Linked DNA regions of Zea mays: region 2 is linked to region 1. Evidence: chromatin contacts called from public Hi-C data. All regions are on one chromosome and are shown on one strand. Each heading gives the region's core, a stretch centred on a gene start, on an enhancer-like site or on the middle of the called end of the contact. The rest is flanking DNA. Distances are from core to core; before and after follow the strand shown. Region 1 holds the start of LOC100284501 (histone-arginine methyltransferase CARM1). Region 2 holds the start of LOC100191351.

The links. A called contact is a pair of places that touch in the nucleus more often than the background predicts.
Region 2: a Hi-C map of leaf shows a contact between it and region 1, with 2.8 times the contacts expected there. The contact joins the promoter of LOC100191351 here to the promoter of LOC100284501 in region 1. A contact is called at or near these places in 2 of 25 Hi-C or Micro-C datasets (leaf and tassel).

The regions. Positions count from the first base shown.
Region 1 is chr2:223,019,509-223,022,852 of Zm-B73-REFERENCE-NAM-5.0, reverse strand. LOC100284501 (histone-arginine methyltransferase CARM1) reads right to left here and starts at 1,599. Exons shown (of 15, transcript NM_001412942.1): 1 at 1,185-1,599; 2 at 926-997; 3 at 239-344. The coding sequence starts at 1,370.
Region 2 is chr2:223,275,736-223,279,079 of Zm-B73-REFERENCE-NAM-5.0, reverse strand. It overlaps LOC100191351, which reads right to left and starts at 1,611. Exons shown (of 7, transcript NM_001136785.1): 1 at 943-1,611; 2 at 465-542; 3 at 229-371. The coding sequence starts at 1,392.

The DNA.
Region 1 (3,344 bases), core at 350-2,849:
CAAGGCTGTAGGATTGCATGAGCAAGCAAAAACACAGTGCAAGTCAGTATGACAGTATGTAGTCAGGAATTAAGTAGTGCTCAGAGCAAATGCTTCACTCTTTTATGATACAAATACGAGGGGAAATATAAATATGAAATGTGTGTGTCTATTAAAACTAACATGAGGTAATGACTCATAAACAGTGCAACAAAGTGTACTGATGAAATTATCTGAAACAGGTCATGAAAGGACAAACCAGCTTTTCCACTAATAACTTGGTGTTGCCATCGTTGAAAAGCTAAAGAGAAGGCTTTGCTCTCAGCTTCTGTCCTAAGAACAACCTTAATTGCTCTTGAAAATGACTTCTGCCTCAAAGAACTGAGAGTTAACATGTAGCCATTTAATACGTACTACAAGAAAGTTTTATTGTACAAGGACAGAGAATGATCTTCAAATTCGCATATAAGTTGTTAATAGGTCAGCAAGCATGGTAATAGAGTTTGAAACATGGAGCTTTTTGTCATGTCAGAATATAGTAACCATTTAGGGCTATTTTACATTCTATTTCAAGAAATTCAGTGTAAAGACAAACGAATTCATGCTTCAGCGAAAATTCAAAGCATGGGACAAATCCCTTGTAGGCAGTGGGTAAAAAGTACGATCCATTATTGCCACTCAGGTTGAAGTTACACTCAACTAGATTTCGAAGCATCGATCATTGTACTCCAGCTTTACAAGACATCAAGCATTAAATATTATTTATACGAATGTAAGGCGAGCTTGGAAGGAAATATGCCAAGGAAACATTTTTCGTAAACAGGATGCAATGCAACGCAATGCAACATGCTATACTCTTGCCATGCTACACGCCTACACAAGCTGTAGTTCCACAAAGTCATCGCAAGCAATTCGACCAGGCACAAACAGAAAAATAACAAATTACCTCTTCCACGCCATCCTTAGCCTCCGACTCGTCGCACACACACAGCCACTCCGTCGGTCCCAACTTAAATACCTGCAAAACCCAAGCGCGTGACTCCCCAAAAGGTACGAAAGCAGCGGGCACCTCCCCAGAACCACGCCAAATCAAAGCCAAAACACAGGCAGAGCCGCAGAGGCATTACAGCGCGTACACACTGCCTCGCTACCTCTCCCGCTTCGCCACGAACCAAAATCACATTCACCGAGATCACAGCGGTTACCTGCGCGTCGGCAAGGTCGATCTCGACCGTGGGCTCCGCCTCGGCCTTCACGAGGCTGAGGCGCGGGGCTCCAGTGGCGGCGCCGAGACCGAACGCGGCGGTGGCCCCCTCGGCCGCAGGCCCTGCTGCGGCTTCGGAGACGTCGGAGAAGGTAACGTTGGGGAACAAGTCCGGCGAAGATGCCATTAGGACGTGACCCCGGGATCGGAGACCGTAGCCGCCTAGGGTTTGGGGCGGGCGGGGCTAGGGTTTTGCGGGCGCTTGGCTCGCGTGGAGGCGAGCTGCCGCTGTTTGTACTCGTGGGTGGACTGGGCCGCGTGCAGCGGCGACCACCAGCCTTCTTTTCTGCGGGCGACGACGTGGACACGCCGCCGGAGCCCGTAGCAGTTCGTGGTCGGTTGGGCCCATAGTCAGTAGAAGCTTGCGCTTGCCTGTCGGTCGCTAGACAAAATTGGCAAAATAAGTTACTCTACCACCGCTCTTCCACCTGATAAGAGCATGTACAGTGGTGTTTAATGTGGGGGCTCTTAAGGTGTTTTAGGGGGTTATTTGTAAAATAATCTTAGAGCCGTCTCTCCGTGAAGAGACGCCTCTGGCTCGTAAACCAAGTAACAACAGACGCCTCACTTCCCACTGTACAAATTTGTCGTCTGTTCTATCGATCTGATGCTATACAAATACATTTAATTTTGTATTTATTAATAGACTACGTTTATAGACACTCCATTGTACAATAGAGTCTCTTAGTTGTCTCCTGTGCTTGGAGAACCGTTTTGGTGTCTCTCCACTGTACATGCCCTAACATAAAAGAAAACATATCTAGTGTAAATCAACCCCTTGTATAACCGTGCAAATCAACCCCTTATATAACCACATAATGTTGATCCAAGGGAATGAGCGGAGGAGTGGGAGGGGATTTGAAAAAGTGTGATTAGCAGCGGGCAGTTAAGTGTAAAATTATCCACGTCCCTGCAGCCCTGCATCCCTTGGATCAATATCATGCGGCCCATAATAGAAGTTTACATGGTTGCACAGATATATTAGTTTGCACCAGATATGTTCCCAACATAAAATGGGTCAATTAAGTCGTGGCCTTCATCGACACTCTTCATTTTACTTACCTGACAAGTGGATCCATGCATCTTGGTGGCCACTCACCGGATCTAAACCGGAGCTCGAATCCACCAAAGGGAGAAATCCTCATCTCCATCTCCGGCGGCCGATTTTTCAAGCGTCGCCTATAAGCACACTCCACTCTGTCCTAGTGAGTACATTCCACTACCGAAAGATGTGCTTATATTTTGCCAAATTATTTAGGGTTTAGGTTTGCTCGACATGTTGCTATTAAAAGTCGTCTAAAGGGAGATGAGTAGGTGTTGTCGAGAGGGAATTCTCCAGTCGGATGGCGGAATGCACCCGCCCTAAATCCTAAGATGAGGAGGGGCCTAAGTGTTTTGCTTGTCTCCTAAGCGATGAATGAACACAAGAACACACAAGGATTTAGAGTGGTTCGGGCCGCCGGAGCGTAACACGCTACTCCACTGTGTGATGTATAGAGCTTGTATGAACTTGTGAGCCTGAGTTGGGTCTAAGTATGCTTGTGTCGTAACGTTGCGTGCCTCCCCTTTTATAGCTGAAGGGGCACGTACAAGGGTGCTGAGCCCCGACATGCGGGCCCAGGGACATAACAGATGAAATACTTGGAACAACTAATGTTGATCGCTAGTGCAATCTCCTTGCGCCCTGATATCCGCATCCTGCGTAGTATCGGCGTGCAGCGGAAGCTTCACTGGCCATGTACGAGTGATGATGAGCATAGTGTATGCCGCAGCACGGGCGTACTGTCTGCCACCGGAGCGGACGGGCACGCCGCCTGCAGGATGGTTTGGCCGCCGCCCGTCAACAAAGTGGACAGAGCATATTAAATGCTAAGGCGGCACATCGCTTGTTAGTGGAGTAGACAGGGCGTATTTAATGCTGATGCGGCACATCACCTGCCAGCTTGATAGGCGGCGCACTTCCTCTGCAATAAATGTGCAGCCCAGAGGCCTTACGTCTGGCTCCGCCCGCTGGCTTATGTCACGGGCAGTGGGCCATGTGGCAGCATCGGGTCTCCGCCTGAGCGGGGAGCAGAAGTGTACATGGTATGGTCCGGACACG
Region 2 (3,344 bases), core at 362-2,861, 260 kb before region 1:
GTTTACAGAATATCCAAGTTCCATCCTTTCCCCTACAAGCAACTCCATCTTCCAGCTTCAGTTTGCTGATGTAGGTTTTAGTTCTAGATTGGCACATGAAAGTAGAAAAACTGTAATGCTACCCAAAAGACATCTAAACCAGGTACATCTTCTGCAGTATTCTACTGAAAGGAGATCTGACAGTAGAAAGTCAGGAACAAAGCCTACGCAAGTATTCAAGGCACTTACAGAATTCCAAGCCGTCCTGTCTCCGATGCAAGGAAAAGATGCCCATGGAACAAATCATAGCGATTCAGTGATACATTTAATCCAACCGAAGGTGCCCGTGCCACAATCAATTCGAACAAGAATGCAAAATATGAATTGATCTCCTGTTAGCAACACAAAGTGGGCAAAACACGTGAACAGAATGCCCAGCCCACGATTATAAGGAAATTCAAACATGATTTGAGCTAAATCAGGACCTCATTGGCAAAGCGCCTCCCATACGGTGTTCTTGTGAGATGGCATTTATTCTTCTGGGAACCCTCAACATCTGGCACCTATTGCAATGATCGATTTAATTAGGCAGTAAAAAGAGCCATAGTCCAGTCCTGGTTACTAATAATCCTAATGCGTGATCATAAAACCTAGTGTCAAGGACTTAGACCAGTGTTGTGTGTATGTACACCAACGAATTACTTGAAATTGTCATAAAATGTAACTCAAGGATACCATAATTTATGATATTAGAAACTATAAGGAGAAAGCAAAGCCAAAGCCGTTAGCCAGAACATAACATAACAGTCAGAACATGGCCAACCCCAGCTTCTGATCACTAAACCCAAAGCGAAACTAAATCATTTCTTGCTACACTCTAGATAATTATTTTTGCATCCTCACCCAAACCTTTTAATTTTCCCTTTGTAACAAGGGGAGTCGGAGCGGAGCATAAACACTCACCGGCAGCATTGTTGGGTCGAGCGCGCGGTGGATGGCACCGGGATCGCCTCCGGAGTCAACGGCCAGCCGCGCCAGGTCCAAGACCGGGGCCGGCGGCCACATCACCATCTCGTCCGCCTCAGCCGCCCCCGCATCGCAACCATCGAGGAGGAACTTCCGGGGGCCTCCGCGGCTCCAAGACGAGACCTTTTGGGCCGTGGGGTTGGCCGGGGCGAGGAACCGGAGGCAGGCGCGGAGCCGCGAGGCCTCCGCCGCCGGTACCCGCGCCGCGGCGCGAGGGCCGGCGAGCACGGAGAGGAGGTCCGCGGCTACGGCCTGCGGCGATCTGGATGATGTGCGGGACGAGTATGAGGAGGAGGCGCAGCAGGAGACGGAGAAGGAGACGGCGAGGGAGACGGTGAAGGCCAGCTTCAGTGACAGGGGAGCTGGCCGGAACCGCAGGCGTAGCATCCTCTGTAGCTCTGTCCCTCTCCCTCCCCCTCCTCAGAGGCTCAGACCTCAGTCCTCTGACGCTTCTGTTATGTTACTGAAGTCTGAAGATGACAAAATAAAAATGGTGCACTACTCTACTCGCATCCTCTGCAATCTTCAGTCAGTCGACTTTAAGCAGAATTGCGGAGATGATGATTATTTTTCCGCTGATGAACCTCGTGCTGACGAATCGGCTCTGATTCTGAGGGAGATGATCAGATGATGCGTGTATATTTTGTGCTCGTGGCTTCGATTCGACAATGCTTGGCGGGACTGTCTTTTGTTTGTAAACTAAGGCAAGCTAGCTCGAAGTCGTTCATGTCGTGATCGGAAGATACTCATCTGTTTTAACATTGAATCCGTAGGCAATACAATCAGGACCCGTGCTAGTGATGCATCTTGGATTTCTCCATCCTCGGTTCGCAGGATAAGTTCATCAACGCTGGCTTCGTCAACACTTCTCAAAAGTCGCCTACCGCAGTATGTCCATCCCGGCTCCATGCGGTCGTGGTCGGCTTGCTTCTGCAGGTGCATCCCGTCGGCGGCCTGCTCGCCGGCGGCTTCGGCGAGGTCATCTCAACAGCTCCGTGCTACGTGTTTCTTCTTCGTCGTTCTTGGGGTGCCACGTGTTTCTTCTTCGCCATCTGGATGATGGAGCTTGGAGCCATGGCGGCGGATGTTACACGCCTTCGGCTGCTACAGCTAGGACTACGTAGAAGAGGAAGAAACACGAGGCAGAAGAGAAGACTGGAATACGATTCTATTATCCTTTTTCTCCTGTTTCTGAAACATTCTATTGCCTTTATCCTGCTACTGTTACAACGACCACATGGGCCGTCTAGCTGGACCACATCTCCTTAGGATAACGAACATTGGGCCGTCGCACACGTTGGCCCAGAACTACTTCCTTTGCCTTCTGAATATCAGTCTTCTTGGCGCCATCGTCAGCTTCGTCAGTCTGAATACTGACATTCCCCTGGTCTTGATTTGCCGCTTGTCCCCAAGCGGCTGCCCGAGGAAACCGGCGACGAACGTCGAACTCATCTTCCCAAGTGTCAAGAGCAGCATCACAACCTGACCACCTTATCAGCACCTGCGGCACTTGAGCTCCTCCACGAGCAATCACACGTCGCTGGATGACTTGTACCGGAAAACGTATTGCATCCGGAACAACAGGAAGAGAGCTGCTCACCAAATGCCTGGGATGAAGAGAGGGCTTGAGCTGAGATACGTGAAACACAGGATGAACTGCAGCCGACTCAGGAAGTTTCAACTTGTAAGCAACGTTCCCCACGCGCTGCAAGATTTCGAACGGACCAAAGTACTTGTAAACAAGTTTGTGATTAGCACGCACAGCCACAGATGTCTGAACATAAGGCTGCAGCTTCAAATACACCATATCGCCCACTTGATACTCGCGTTCGGACCGACGCTTATCAGCCTGATTCTTCATTCGTTGCTGTGCCCGAAGAAGATGTTGTTGCACAGCTCGTAACATGAGCTCACGTTGAGACAGCCAGAGCTTAAGATCAGCATGGTTCACCGAATCATCAACTGACAGACCAAAGTGCCGAGGAGAATGGCCATACAATACTTCGAAAGGAGACCGACCCAGAGAAGTATGGAAGCAGCAATTATACCAATACTCAGCCATTGGAAGCCATGAAGACCATTTGGAGGGACAAGATTGAACAAAACAGCGCAAATATGTCTCCACACACTGATTTACCCGCTCAGTTTGTCCATCCGTTTGGGGGTGGTATGAAGAGCTCATATGGAGGCATGTACCTGACAACTGAAACAGCTCCTTCCATAACGCACTGGTAAATATTCGATCCCTATCAGACACAATGGATTCAGGCATGCCATGGAGACGGTATACCGATGTCATGAAAATCTTGGCAACTTTCAGTGCTGTAAAAGGATGATGC